3 separate regions of the Macaca mulatta genome follow, and all the other regions are linked to region 1. Evidence: chromatin contacts called from public Hi-C data. All regions are on one chromosome and are shown on one strand. Each heading gives the region's core, a stretch centred on a gene start, on an enhancer-like site or on the middle of the called end of the contact. The rest is flanking DNA. Distances are from core to core; before and after follow the strand shown. Region 1 holds the start of PSMA3 (proteasome 20S subunit alpha 3). Region 2 holds the start of ARID4A (AT-rich interaction domain 4A). Region 3 holds the start of ACTR10 (actin related protein 10).

Region 1 (5,004 bases), core at 1,427-3,926:
AAAATAAAAACATCAATTGTAATGCTTCATTCGCAGGAAAAAGCAATTGAAATTCCTTTTTCCCCCTTACTTTCTATATCCAATTCTGCAAACCCTATGTCTTAGCCCATATTCTGCTGCTATAACAGAATACCACAGACTAGGTAATAACAAACAAGAAAAGTTTATTTGGCTCACGGTTTTAGAAGTTCAAGAGTATGGCACTGATACCTGGCAAGGGCCTTGTGCTGTATTATCCCACGACAGAGGATCAGAAGAGCAAGCGAATATGTGAGACAGAGAGCTGAAATCCAGTGAAATTCATCCTTGTATTAGGAACCCACTCCCAAGATAACTAACCCATTCTAGAAATGACATTCATCCACAGTGCCCTCATGATCTAATCACCTCTTACAGGCCCCACATGGCAATACCATTACATTGGCAATTAAATTTCGACACGTGTTTTGAAGAGGACATTCAAACCATAGCACCCTACACATCTGAAATCCATCCACACATTTCCACCTCCACTGCCACCACTTTAGTCCAAATCACTCTCCATTACTGCTAGCTCACAAAAGTGCAATAACTTTCCAACTAGTATCCCTGTTTCTCTTCTTTCCCTTAGCTATCATTCTTCACACAGAAATAAGAGCTCATTTAATGATTTAAATCAAATCATATAATTCTCCTGCTTTAAAAACTCCTGATAACCTCACAGTAGAAAACCAGTAATAAATGTGAAAGGAATGACGGAATTAGAAAATCACCATTTGGCAACCATTGTAATAATAAATTCAAACAAGAATCATCAGATATTAGAATTAATGAGTGAAATGTTGAGGCGTAAACAGGACGTGTACATATTCTCAAAGTATTTCCTCACAAGATACTAATTACAAAGGTAAAAGTAGAAACATTATCAGGGATAAATCTTCAGCCAGTGATCAAAGTTAACATTATCAGCAATAAAACAACTAACATCATGTCCCTAATACAATGCTCTGACATGAATGAATACAAGGTCATTTCTGTAGTATTCCTGCCACAAATGCATCACTTTAATCAAATAACAACAAAAAAATCAAACCTAAATTAAGGAATATTCTACAAAATAAATGGTTTGTATTCTTCGAAAATCTTCATGTCATGATAACTGAAGAAATACTGCTGGGCGCAGTGGCTCACGCCTGTAATCCCAGCACTTTGGGAGGCCAAGGCGGGCGGGTCACAAGGTCAGCAGATCGAGACCATCCTGGCTAACACGGTGAAACCCCGTCTCTACTAAAAAATACAAAAAATTAACTGGGCGTGGTGGCGGGCGCCTGTAGTCCCAGCTACTCGGGAAGCCGAGGGAGGAGAATGGCGTGAACCCGGGAGGCGGAGCTTGCAGTGAGCGGGAGATCGCGCCACTGCACTCCAGCCTGGGCGACAGAGCGAAACTCCGTCTCAAAAACAAACAAACAAAAAAACCTGAAGAAATACTAAGCAGCTATTTTCCAGACTAAAGCAGACAACTGAATGCAAGGTGTGATCTTGGATTTTCTTTAGCTATGAAGGACTTTATAGGGAAAATTACCGCCCCCAAAAAAGAAAGTTGATAGATCACAGTATTGCTAGTTTTCTAATTTTCACAATAATACTGTGTCTATGTAAAATAATGCTCCTGTGTTGGGGGGGAAATACACACTGACGTATTAATATTTAGGAGTAAAAAAAGGCTGATGCCCTATTTACAATCGGATTAAAATTCAAACCACTTCAAGATTTGCTGTCATGTGCACTTGTTCTCTTCCCGTCACTCTTCCCCACTTAATGAGGGGTCACTCTGACGTGACAGTTCCTAGCGCAAGCCAAGTTTTTTTACTGTTCCCTCAACCACTCTTTTGTTATCCTATTTTAAATATCACTCACTTAGAAAGTCATTCCCTGAGCACACTGCCTAAAGTTAGTACCTCCATTCTCTATTAAAGCACTCTTCCTTCTTACTATTTTGCTTATTTATCGTTATCTATTTCTTCCTACTGAATGTAAATTCCATTAGAAACGGTGGTATGTTCTGTTTACAGTTTTTTCTTGAACACGTGGAATACATTAGCGCTCAATAAATATCTTTAATCAGACATATCTTTAACTCTACCAAAAAGCGTTATACTCATAGAAAGAGTACTAATACTTGTGTAAAATTCCAAGCTGAATTCAAAGACGATACCCTTGAAGCGAAACTTCCCGAGAGCCTGGCATAAGAAGGTGAGGTGGATGCCATCAAGATTCTAGGTCAGGATGGGGACGCGGAGGAAGACAGGTTACTTCGCCCCTACTGCTTTTTCTATTCTTTGTGAGTATACGAGCATCTCTCCCTTTTGCTTAAAGACAGAATACAGTGACGAGGAGGGAATAATAATATAAAAAGATAAATAATAATTCCTAGGAAAGGAATAGAGCAGCTTCTCAGATAAAACGACGCCAAAAACTCAAAGTACGTGAACTAAAGGCGGAGCCTTTGCTTTCCCCAACCCCGCCTCTATTGCTTCTGAACATGCGCGCCGCCAGCCTCTAGCGTCCCGCTTCTTTCCCACAATACTCCTGGTCCTGGGGGCCGGAGCCGCGGAACGAGCCACAGAGAAAAAGGTTATTGGTTGGCGATGCAGCCAATGAGCGGGTCTGTTACTAGTTTGCGGCATCCTGTGGTGTAGGGGAAGCGCTCTAGGCCTGGAATCCTTACGCGTCCAGTTGGGTTTAGCACGATGAGCTCCATCGGCACCGGGGTGAGTTTGCTGTCTCTGGGTGTGATAGTTTAACCTAAGGCTTGGGGTTGAAGGGAACTGGGACAGACCACAAGGGTTTCGCGGACCTGGGGTGCTCTAAGACCGCCTTCGGCTGGGTGGGCCACTTGCAGCTGTTTGGAGACCGGTCGTCTTTATCCCCTATATGCTAGGCCTGCGTCTCAGGTGACCATGACTCCTGAAGCTTTTCAGCCCAGGTGTAGCTGGCTTGGCGTCGCCGCGGTGAGGTTTGGAGCAGCTTTGGATTGCTGAGTCACTTTCTTCAGCCACTTAGGGAAACCGAAAGTGGAAACTCGTGGGGCTTGAAATAGTGTGTTCTCTTGAGAACCACCGAGGCAGTGAGATTTGGGATTCCACGGTCTGGAGATCGTGCTTTCTGTGGACTGCGTTTGCAGTTCCCAGGTTGCTGCTGATTCACGGGCCTTCTCTGTCTTTAAGTGTGCAGATCATCGACCGCTCAGTTTAAGAGTCACTGGAAACCCTGTCGGAACAGAACTAATAAAAATGATCTGAATAACTAAATCTGATGAATCCTTCAGTTTTTCCTTTGTCCTTGTTTTTCCTATACAAAGTACCTAACAGCACTTGTAGGCATTTATCCCGTAAACGTTTAAGTGGTTACTTAGGAACTTAACAGCTTCAGACTTTTGATAGACTGTTGAGGATTTTGCAGTGGGACTTGTTAACTTGTTTGGTTTTCCTTTGTTAAACGTATGTATATGTGCAGTTTACTCCTTTTATGTACTCTATATAGAAAATACAGTTTCTACAAGATTTATTGGTTATTTGCACTAGAGTTACTGAATAATGAGTTTCTCAGTTCCTCAATTTCTACTTAACAAGATTCTCATGCTCAGCCTTAAGTTCAAGTACTGGTGTTCTAAATTTGATAATAGGCAATTTATGTCTGGAATGGTTTAATCCATTCGGTTATGAATGCTAAAGTTCTGCCATACTTTTCTTAGATAAGTAAATGCTCAATAATCTTGTAGCAAACTGACTTTGCAATTATATTATTACCTTCAATTAATAGTATTTCATTCTACAAACCTTTTAAAGAATACTTGATAATATAACCATGTGGGATATTTTAGTAACAATGGTAGGGTTAATGATCTGGGTTTAACAGATCAGGAGGCCGGGCGCGGTGGCTCAAGCCTGTAATCCCAGCACTTTGGGAGGCCGAGACGGGTGGATCACGAGGTCAGGAGATCGAGACCATCCTGGCTAACACGGTGAAACCCCGTCTCTACTAAAAAAATACAAAAAACTAGCCGGGCGAGGTGGTGGGCGCCTGTAGTCCCAGTTACTCGGGAGGCTGAGGCAGGAGAATGGCGTGAACCCGGGAGGCGGAGCTTGCAGTGAGCTGAGATCCGGCCACTGCACTCCAGCCTGGGCGACAGAGCGAGACTCCGAATCAAAAAAAAAAAAAAAAAAAAAACAGATCAGGAAACAGACTCAGAAAGTACCACTGTTGAAGGCTTATCTTCTGTGTTCATTTCTCCCAAGAACTCCAGATATGAATAATTGTTTGTCTGCTTGACACGTCTGTCCACTTGATTGTTTATTTTGTACTGCATGTCAAAGTAGAGCTCTGGGTTTTCTCCTTACCTTGCCATTTTGCATCTACTACAGTCTTCAGCTCAGTGAATGGTCATATGAAAACATCTGTGATTCATCTTTAATTCCTTTTTTTACTTCCAGAACCAACGCTTTAGCAAGTTTTTTTTTTTTTATTTTTTGAGATGGAGTCTTGCTCTGTCGCCAGGCTGGAGTGCAGTGGCACGATCTTGGCTCACTGCAACCTCCGCTTCCCAGTTCAAGCAATTCTCCTGTCTCAGCCTTCCGAGTAGCTGGGACTACAGGTGCACACCACCACGCCCAGCTAATTTTTGTATTTTTAGTAGAGACGGGGTTTCACCATGTTTGCCAGGATGGGCTCGATCTTTTGACCTCGTGATCAGCCTGCCTCGACCTGCCAAAGTGCTGGGATTACAGGAATGAGCCATCATGCCCGGCCTCGCAAGTTTATTTTTATTATTTTTATTTTTTTACTATACTCTGAAAAAGTATTCCCTTCTACCTCTTCTCTTGTCTAAGCTAGTACCACTATCTTTGGAACACCTTATCTTTGCTTCTGTTGTTCTCTCTAGAATTCATTTTCCACATAAAGCCAGAATGATGTTTTTTAAAATGTAGATCATACCACTCCCCCTGCTTAAATTCCTCGTTGCAT
Region 2 (5,004 bases), core at 1,524-4,023, 55 kb after region 1:
CGGGAGGAGGAGGTTGCAGTGAGCCGAGACTGCGCCACTGACTCCAGCCTGGTGAAAGAGCGCAACTGTCCCTAAAATAAAATAAAATAAAATAAAATGAACAGCAAGTAGTAAGTCATTACCAAAAAAACAAAGTAAGAAATGCCCATTAAAATGATATATAACATAACCACATTTATTTAACAATGTAGTCCAACATCAAATGGCAAACTCCAATAATGCAAAAACCACGATTACTTTTGCAATGACTTTCTAAGACAATATTTTGCAAAACATGTACAAGGATATTCGTTGACATATTTCTGCCATTATATACAGGTAAACAGGTTACATAAATTACGGTATATTTATCCCACAACACACTACGAAGACATAAAAGATGCTTTACGATAAAATATTTCCAATGTTCCCAATGTTTTCGATAAAGAAAAATAATGGTAAGAACATGAACAAAACTAGAATATTTTGTAAAACAACACAAAAAAGACAAATCCTTTTGTATAATATTTAACTATAGTAAAAACTGTAACTACCTTTTGGTGGAGGGAAGAGATTTTTGTATTCTTCTTTGGGCTTTTTAGTAATTTCCAAATGTCCATCCATTATTTGGATTCCATAATAACAGTTTAGACTTTGATAGTGGAATTATAGATTCTTACCCTCTAAAAAGTTCAGTAATACATTGTTTTATAAGCTCTTTTAAAAAACTTCACTCCTACGAGATTGCGCCACTGCACTCCAGCCTGGATGACAGAGAGACTCTGTCTCAAAAACAAAACAAAACAAAACCAAAAAACCTGCTTCACTCCTAAACACTCCTATTTACAAGATCTTTTCTATATAAGAAATTTTTAAATAGGCGGGGGCGGGGAGGAATCTCAAAAATACGCATAATGTTTTATGATAAAAACATTAGGTACTTCAAAGTCCAGAAATAAGAACCACGAAAATGGGTAAACAAGTCCATAAGGATGTCCTAATTTTCCGATTTCATTCTAAAATATTACACCAGGAAGCTAATTACAGACTCATTTGAATCTGACCTAACAAAACATCTTTCAACTACCCTTTTTTCCATTCTAGTATTCCTTTACTAATCCACATAAAGTTTTTCCAGGTGGTCTCCCGCAATTCTAAGGATTTTTAGACATTATGACTCACCTCAGTAATCACCGAGATGTTCTGTTTTTTTTCAGCACGACTGCCAAAAAACCCAGTCACTGTTAAGTCACACAATCATTTTCTAGTCTTGGGCCCCACCAATACAGCAGCAGGGTTTAAAACAGAGGTACTGAGGGTAACTATTGGGATCTATCCAGTATGACTAGGTCACTCACTAGAAATGCCAACATGCCTTTCACTTTTTTATGAATACTTTTGAGCAAAATCACTGTTACGAATAAAAAACTGATTCTGCTTAGTTTTCTTACTGAGAAATCTTAGTCCACGTGGATTACGGACGCTATGTCACATTTAAAAAATTACTCCATTCTATAAAACAACTAGCCAATTTATACTCCAATTCCACTATTTAAAAATATGTTTCGTTTAACAGAATACAAAATGTTAACAGAACAAGACCAACGTCTATCTTATCGGGGACGTCCTTTTAAGATGTTTTCAGTCCCTGCACAACCAATCTTTCCTTTCAAAAAGCAGCATAAGCCTCGCGCAGAGTGACACAGACGCTTGTCTAAGGTCACAGAAGCACCGTCTGTGCTGGCAAGTAAATTCCTCAGCATCCAAAAAGCCAGCGCTTTCTCCAGTTTCCTCATAGCTTTTTCGCGTGAGGAGCACGCGGAAACCTCTACCCATGCAGAATGTTTCCAAGAATCACTTCTGACCTGTCTTAACTAAGGAGACTCCCATAGTTTGTGCCAATCAGGTGGAGAATATGGCAAGTATCCAAAATGCACTTCCAAAGACAGGAAAGACTGCTCAGACAGAGGCAGAATTCAGAAAATCTCTCACATTCTCGAAAGCCCGAAAAAGCACCGCCAAGAAAGACTTTTGCCTCTCCTCCACCTCTTTCTCTCGGCGGGAGAGGAAGCCTCGCCCCCATTCATCCCGCCCCTTCTCCCCACCCCGCCGCAAGGAGAACTTTTACCATGGCTTCCTGCGGCCCCTTCACTTCCGGTGCCGGTGCCGCTAGGGCTGCGCCATCCCCCCCAGTCAATCGGACAACCATAGCCTCCAACTGACCTTTCTGACAGCTCTGAGACTCCTCCGGCCAAGACTAGGTGCTGTCCTGGAGGAAACGGTGGAGGACGGACGCACAAAAACCAATCTACCTGATGAAAACTCCGTTCCCTTCTTGCCAGAAACATAAAATGCGATGGAGCTACGGCGACCGCTGCCGAGACAAAATGGCGCCGAGAACCTGGTTTAGCGCAGGCGCCTTGGAAAGACCCTGCCCCGCCCCCGTGCAAGCCCCTGGCTGCAATTCTGGGTTCCGTTTCCATGGGACACTCCGCCGCCAATCCTCGTGCCGAACTGCTCTTCCTGACCCCTCAATTCACCAATCAGTGCCCAGTCAAGCACATCCGGAGTCGTCTCTACCAATCATTTCTCAAGACTTGCTTACTCAATAACCAACTCTCCAATAACGTTGGTCTTCGGAAAAAGCCAATCATAAGTGGAAGATGTCCTACCTGCTGTTTTTCGCACCAATCCATGAAGTTTCAGAGCTACATCCAATGAGGACGGCAGGTAGCGAGGTCCTATCCGAAGCTCTTCGGCGTCATGAACAGCCAATAGGAGTTCGTGTAGAAGCGAGTCTGCTCAACAGCTTGTTATTCGGTGGATTGTGGCAGTAAATCGGGGCGAGTGGGGAACCGGGCGCAGGAACTGCAGCCGCGGTTGGGAGTGGTGCTGCCCGGACGGGGGCCCACGGAGGTCAGAGGGGAGGAGGACTCTGGAGCTGACAGTGCGCACTTCACCCGCAGTTGGTAGGCGGGGAGAGGGGAATCGGGGGATACTGAATGGATGAAGCGGCAGTGGCAGCAGCTGCTGCTGCCCGGGGTCCCGGTGCAGTTGGAAGCTTCGGAGGTGGGGAGAGGGATGCTAGGCAAGTGGCGCGGCGAGCGCAAGAGAAGGGGCCAGCCATGGAGCAGCGGCAGCAACTGCAGGAACCGCCGCCGCAGCTGCAGCCGCCTCGTCCGCTTCCCCGGGTTCCCGGGAAAATGGCTGTGGGGCTGGCCGCGCCGCTAAGTTTGCTTCCGCGCCGTGAGGAGCGGGCTGCTTGGGGGAGCCGTTCCCCAACTCCGCGGCGCGTCCACCTCTGCGGAGTCCGTGGCAGGACTCGAGGGGCTGCGAGCTGATACGTCTCTGGGCTGTACAAAAAGTTGAGGCGGGCGCTGGGAGGAGGCAGCGGCTGCTGCGGTGCGGCTCCCCTCCCCTCCCACACCCTGTCCGGGCCACCTCCCCTCCTCCTCCCCTCAGTCCCCCGCCCCCTCCCCCGCGCGGGTCTCCCGGGGCTCTGGCGGCTCCCGGCTGAAGGCCGCGGCCCCTGCCCCTTTGGGTGAAGGAGCGCTTCTCCTTCCTGATATGGTGCAGAGCAAAGGAAGGAGAGCAATGGCGCCGTGACACTCCGCTGCCGCCACCGCGGGCCCGGGGCGGGCCGAGGGGGCCGAGCAGCGGAGGCGGGGCGCGGGCCGAAGTCGGGGTATCCAGGGGACAGCGGTGCGGAGGCTCGGCGGTCGCCTCCGCGGGGGACCTGGGGAAGCCCGAACGGCGCCCTGCCCTTTTCCGGAGCTATCTGTCCTGGGGCTCCGAGTTCAGCATTCCGGGTCAAAGTGGCCAGCGAGGCGGGGGCGCGGTGGGCCTCTGGCAAGCTCCGGGGCGGAACGGGCTGCCCTTTGGCGCGCGTGGGGTTCTCGTTGCCCCCTCCGCTCCTGCATCCTGGCTGCCCTCAGAAGGGGTCTTGTTCCTTGGCTGGTGAGGATTCTGCCCCTCCCCGCTGGCGTTTGTTTACTTTCTTTCCCTTGGTCGCTCCCCGCAGTTGACTGATTCTGTCTGTGCCTCTTTCCCCCTCCCCGTAGTTCTAGCGACTGCGACGATAGCTCGCTGAGCTGGAACCCCACAGATCACCAACAAAAATGAAGGTAAGTGGAGTCAACGCTGCCCCGATCCTCGCGCCTTGGACACTGCCAGTCGTAAGGCTAGTGCCGTGGAATGTCATTTGTTTTGCTCCTCAAAATTGATGTTCCTACTGATCAGCAGTTTCGGCATAGGAGGATGTGTTGAATGGGTGAGAAATGATCTGTGTGTCTAAATGCGGAGTTTGGGCCCTCTCTGTGGCAGTACTTTGGAAAGGCTGGTGCAGCCTTTCAATTGTTGTCCATTCGGATAGTATTTTTAAACACTTCCTGTGTTGGCAGCAACCTTTGCAGAAGTAAAGCTTTTGTCCTGCTTTGGTTCTTTGGGGGATTTTTCGAAAATTTTTTTCTTCCTCAGTGCCAATGCGATTTTGTAAAAGAAAGAGTACGTGGATTAAGTAATTAAGTAAAGAAGGTGTCATTTCTTCTGTGTGTAAAGTGAACTTATGTGGCTAAAATATTTGAAGTTGAACTATAATAATAGTTTCAGTTAAATCTTTCCAGTAAATATTTTAAAACATATACTTATTCTAAAAAGATACATATTCTACTGAGGATGACTGCAAATATCAATATGTGGATGGTTAAAGGGAAAGGATCTCATATAGCATTCTTGAATGCTGTGGCCATTGAATGTTTCAGGTCAGATTTTTATTTGCCAAAAGCATTCCTATTCAATTTGTATTTTTTGTAAACGTTCTTAAAAGGTAGCCAATTCCTGTCTTATTTACTGTTTCAGTATATTAAGCTCTGAAATATAGCATTTTCCCAAACTTTCTCATGGTTTTCTATTTTCTCCAAGTAAATGACATATTTAACATTCTTTAATATTACTTGGGAAAACTTATTAGAAAACAAAAAATCATTTTCTACTTAAAAACGTTATCTCCAAAGTGTACACTGTTAA
Region 3 (5,004 bases), core at 1,139-3,638, 47 kb before region 1:
AATAAAAATAGCCGGGTGTGGTGACAGGCGCCTGTAATCCCAGCTGCTCGAGAGGCTGAGGCAGGAGAATCACTTGAACCCGGGGGACAGACGCTGCAGTGAGCTGAGATCGAACCTGGGCAACAGACTGAGACTCCAGCTCAAAAAAAAAAAGGAAAAAAAAAGACAAGAAAGGATCCTCCTCAAGAGCCTTCAAAGAGGGCATGACCTTGCTCTTGCTAACACCTTGATTTCTGACTTCTCACCTCCAGAAGTGTGAAAGAATAAATTTTTGTTGCCTCAAACCACCATTTGTGGTACTTTGTTACAGCAGTCCCTAGGAAACAAATACAGCTGGTGAGCTGTCATGGAAAACATAGAATGGGTAATAACAACACTTCATCATTTCAATAGTTTCAGAAACATAATTCCAAATTGATCCTTACAAATACCTTGTGAAGCAGCAGAACAGTTTACCGAAAGAAAGAAAGGATCCTCCTCAAGAGCCTTCAAAGAGGGCATGACCTTGCTCTTGCTGACACCTTGATTTCTGACTTCTCACCTCCAGAAGTGTGAAAGAATAAATTTTTGTTGCCTCAAACCACCATTTGTGGTACTTTGTTACAGCAGTCCCTAGGAAACAAATACAGCTGGTGAGCTGTCATGGAAAACATAGAATGGGTAATAACAACACTTCATCATTTCAATAGTTTCAGAAACATAATTCCAAATTGATCCTTACAAATACCTTGTGAAGCAGCAGAACAGTTTACCGATAAGGAAGTGGATGATCAGAGGTATTAGGGACTTGACAGAAAGTGGCAGAAACAGAATCTGAACCCAAGTGAGGGGTCCTATTCAAATACTCTGACCCTATTAAGCAAAAAATTTAATCTTTTCCCACATTTCTTACAGTTTTCTTCCCCATCATAACTCGAACTTCATCCTCCTAACTCCAGCAATTTGCTTTCAAGGAGGATCACTGATCAGTAATTTGGACTTAAACATGAATTTTACTAATATCGCATTCCAAATTTCTGCATTGTTACGGCATTAGTTTTTGTTATGGAAATAGCTTATCCCCAACTACCCCACTAACTCTTGTTACCAACCATTGGAGTAGGGCCTTTTTTTTTTTTTTTTTTTTTTTTTTGAGAGAGACAAGCTCTCACTCTGTTGTTGCCCAGGCTGGAGTGCAGCGGCACAATCCTGACTCACTACAGCCTTAGACTTCTTGGGCTTAAGGATCCTCCCGCTTTAGTGCTGGGACTACAGGTGTGAGCCACTGCGCTCGGATAGTTGGGACCATCTTAATACAGTATAACCTCATCTTAACTTGATTGCATCTGCCAATAATCTATTTCCAAATAGGGTCACTTTCTGAGGTTCCCAGTGGACAAGAATTTTGGAGGGACGTTCAACCCAGTACATCAGCTAAATGTTGCTATTCCTCACCGATTTACCCTTGAACCTCTTTTCTTATTGTAGAGCCTCTCCTTTGACAGTCTTTTCCACTCCTATGCATAGATACAGTTAGAGCTAATATTTGCAGAAAAAAATATTTTCACAGAAAGCTGTGAACTGACAAAGATGTAAACAGTAATGTAAACGTTAAAAGTAACGACAAAAATAGCAATTACTTTTGCACCAACCTAATAGAGGCCTTTGCTTCAATGCTCCTTCTACTAAACCATCCCGACCGCTCCTCCATAGATAGATTCAAGATTCACGATGCTACTTTAGCTTAATTCTGGAGTAAAATAAAAACTTTCAGAAAGACTACTAACTAAAGCATGGTCTGTACGTATTATTCTCTAAAGCATCAGTAGCATAGGCTTTGCAATTAGGAAGTCTGCGGGTTTGCTCCTGGCTCTACCGTGGGACGCCGGGAAAGTTAATCTCTCTGAGCGTCGGTTCCCACGGATAAGAAAACACATATTCTTGGTATTTCTTGAGAAGATTAAATATTACGCAAAACGCCTAGCACAGAATAGGGGCTCAGCATCTTTTGCCCCCAAGAGCGTGAATCAGAGCTTCGGGTTTGCGTCGTCTCTCGTGGACCCCTGCACCGCCAGGTCCTCAGGGACCTTTTCACAGTGAGCTGAGACCGAACCTCTTCACAGCCGCGCGTGGGTGCGGCTTTGGGGCGTGGTGGGCGGGAATGACAGGGAGGCTGGCTCCGCCCCCTCGGGGCGCCCGGCGCGCCTGATCGCCGCGGCCTCCGCACACCCGCACTCGGATTCGCGCCTGCCAGCGCCTCTTTTCCCCTAGTCCTGGAGACGGCCGCACCTGCGAGTTTTGGTCCAACGCGGGGTGAGGCACAGCCTGGGACAGCCCGGGTCCGGCGCACCGCCGCCGCTCGTGGCCCCCGCCGTCGCCGACGCCCGAGCGCCGGAGCCCCGGCCCCGCCCCCCGAGCGCCGAAGCTTGTTCGCGGCGGAGCCTGCGACCCTCTTCTCTCAGTCTTCCTTCCTACCATGCCGCTCTACGAGGGCCTAGGGAGCGGCGGAGAGAAGACGGCGGTCGTGATCGACCTGGGAGAGGCCTTTACCAAGTGAGTGGCCGTGACGCCAGCTGTGTTCGACCCGAGGGGAGGGCGGGTGGCCGAGCCCCAGGCACTGCCTGGGTCCTCATCGCCGACTTGCTGGGCAGCTCCGGGCCTTCCCTTTTCTTCAACCAGCGCCCTTGTAAATAACAACCCTTATTATTTCCTCCATGGGCAATGCGAATTCGAGGATCGGGGTCTGACTCCCAAAGAGGCCCAGGAAGCTTCGATTGAATTGCCCTCGTCGCCGCCCCTTGTCATCACCCCAAACCCAACAAACCCTTTGGAATCATCTGGGTAGGGGGTGACAACCGTGACCTAGACCCCGCTTACCCTGGGCTCATCAGATGAGGAAGGCAGCCAACGGAATGTAAATGTTCTATGACGAATTTCATCATAAAATATTGAACGGAGCTTATTTTGGTGCTGAAAATGCAAAGATTATTAAGACAGGGCTATCGCTCCTCAAGAATTAGGGAGACTGGGCACATTAAGAGGTGAAACCCTACAGATAACACTCTGGAAATCCTTTGTTGGCTCCCCTAAACTCTAAGGTTAGCTTTGACATGTTTTAAACAAACCAGCGTGTAAACACTAGAGAGGAGTTTCTCGACCCTTCGGATGGCATAGTTCTCTTTAATGGCTGGATGAAAACCACAAATGCACAAACCCTAAGATATTTACACACAGTTTCAGGGAATTGGCAGACAGTCATTGTGGTCCTGGGACTCCAGATTAAGAGTCTTTGTGATGGGCTCAACAGAGAGGGAAGTAACAGGCAATTACATGATATATGTGTTTATGAAAATGAAACATTTGAAAAATCTTTTTGTATCTCTAGGCACTTCCTGACGTATAGTAGGTATTTAATAACTGTTTATTCACTAAGTGTTTAAAAGAGCCTATTTAAAAATTGGACCTCAGGAACTCCAGAATTGGATTAAACATAGTCCTTGGTTAATGACATTCTCTTATTGTTTTATGCAAGACCCTTCCTTATGTATATTTTCTTATAAAAATTATTTTGAAAGCAAAATAATTTGAGGCTTCTATTCAAAGATAATTATTTTGGCCGTACTTGGAAGAAATAAGCAAAAAGCTATATTTGAATAATACAGCAGGAGGATGATAAGATAAATATATGAAGTAAAAAAAAGAAATTGAAGTCTAATGGCTTGCATTCTGAGATGTTTGAGGAGCACTGATGCAAGTAAACATGGAGATGGGAATAGGAGGAGATGGAGATAATTATTTGGGAATACGAGGAGAGCAGTACCAAAAACTAGACAGGACAAGAAGACAGGGTGTTAAGACTAAACTAGTATGATGATCATTTTTAGCAACGTTTTTAGCAAAATTTTGTTCTACTAACATGAAACAAAACTGGAAATAGCTAAATACTCAAGAGCATCATTTTTAAAATAATGAAATATGCAGTTTTAAAAATGATACTGTAATCCCAGCACTTTGGAAAGCTGAGGCGGGCCGATCACTTGAGCCCAGGAGTTCGAGACCAGCCTGGGCAACATGAGGAAACCCAGCTCTACAAAAAATGCAAGGTTTAACCGGCCATAGTGTTGTGCCTGAAATCCTAGCACTTTGGAAGGCCAAGGGGGAAGGATCGCTTGAGCCTGGGAGGCGGAGGCTGCAGTGAGCTGAGTTTGTGCCACTGCACTCCAGCCTGGGCGACAGAGCGAGACCTTGCCCCCCCCCCAAAAAAAAAAGTGAAAATGATAGCAATGAAGATTACGTTAATATGGGCAGAAGCTTACCATATGAATTAATTATGTATGAAGTGTGACTATAACTATGTCAAATATGTATGCATAATCATAAGAAGACTGAAAGTGAATACACCAATATGGGAGCTAACAATATTAGAATGATGGAATTATGAGTGATAGAGATGAATTATATGAATGAAGTCATATAATGTAGTACAGATTCAGAGTTGTAGATATGTCTTGCCTAAAATCCTGCTAAAATTAACAACTAGGAAAAAAGTTGGCCAGGCACAGTGGCTCACGCCTGTAATCCCAGCACTTTGGGAGGCCGAGGCAGGCAGATCACGAGGTCAGGAGATCGAGACCATCCTGGCTAACACGGTGAAACCTCTTCTCTACTAAAAATACAAAAAAAAAATTAGCCGGACGTGGTGGTGGGCGCCTGTAGTCCCAGCTACTTGGGAGGCTGAGGCAGGAGAATGGCGTGAACCCGGGAGGCGGAGCTTGCAGTGAGCCTAGATCTTTGCCACTGCACTCCAGCCTGTGTGACAGAGCCAGACTCCATCTCAAAAAAAAAAAGAGTAAATGCTGCCCTAAAATATTACATTGGTTTTTTTAAGTATCACTAATTTGATAGAATTTTTTTCTGTTAATACACAAGCATTAATAAATAGTATTAACTTATTAATTTTGTGGAGTGATCTTTTTTAATCCCTTTAAATACATCAGAGGTATTTTCAAATGCTATTGTGGCCAT

The links. A called contact is a pair of places that touch in the nucleus more often than the background predicts.
Region 2: a Hi-C map of cortical neurons shows a contact between it and region 1, with 4 times the contacts expected there. The contact joins the promoter of ARID4A here to the promoter of PSMA3 in region 1. A contact is called at or near these places in 4 of 14 Hi-C or Micro-C datasets (blood, cortical neurons, fetal cortex germinal zone and 1 more).
Region 3: a Hi-C map of liver shows a contact between it and region 1, with 5 times the contacts expected there. The contact joins the promoter of ACTR10 here to the promoter of PSMA3 in region 1. A contact is called at or near these places in 4 of 14 Hi-C or Micro-C datasets (CD4 T cells, blood, fetal cortex germinal zone and 1 more).

What each region holds. Positions count from the first base shown.
Region 1 is chr7:131,366,376-131,371,379 of T2T-MMU8v2.0, forward strand. PSMA3 (proteasome 20S subunit alpha 3) reads left to right here and starts at 2,677. Exons shown (of 11, transcript NM_001260896.1): 1 at 2,677-2,750. The coding sequence starts at 2,730.
Region 2 is chr7:131,421,403-131,426,406 of T2T-MMU8v2.0, forward strand. It overlaps ARID4A (AT-rich interaction domain 4A), which reads left to right and starts at 2,774. Exons shown (of 24, transcript XM_015143784.3): 1 at 2,774-2,948; 2 at 4,041-4,103. The coding sequence starts at 4,098. LOC144330261 (a long non-coding RNA gene) reads right to left here and starts at 2,374. Exons shown (of 4, transcript XR_013396282.1): 1 at 2,203-2,374; 2 at 1-71.
Region 3 is chr7:131,319,911-131,324,914 of T2T-MMU8v2.0, forward strand. It overlaps ACTR10 (actin related protein 10), which reads left to right and starts at 2,389. Exons shown (of 12, transcript XM_028851568.2): 1 at 2,389-2,532. The coding sequence starts at 2,456.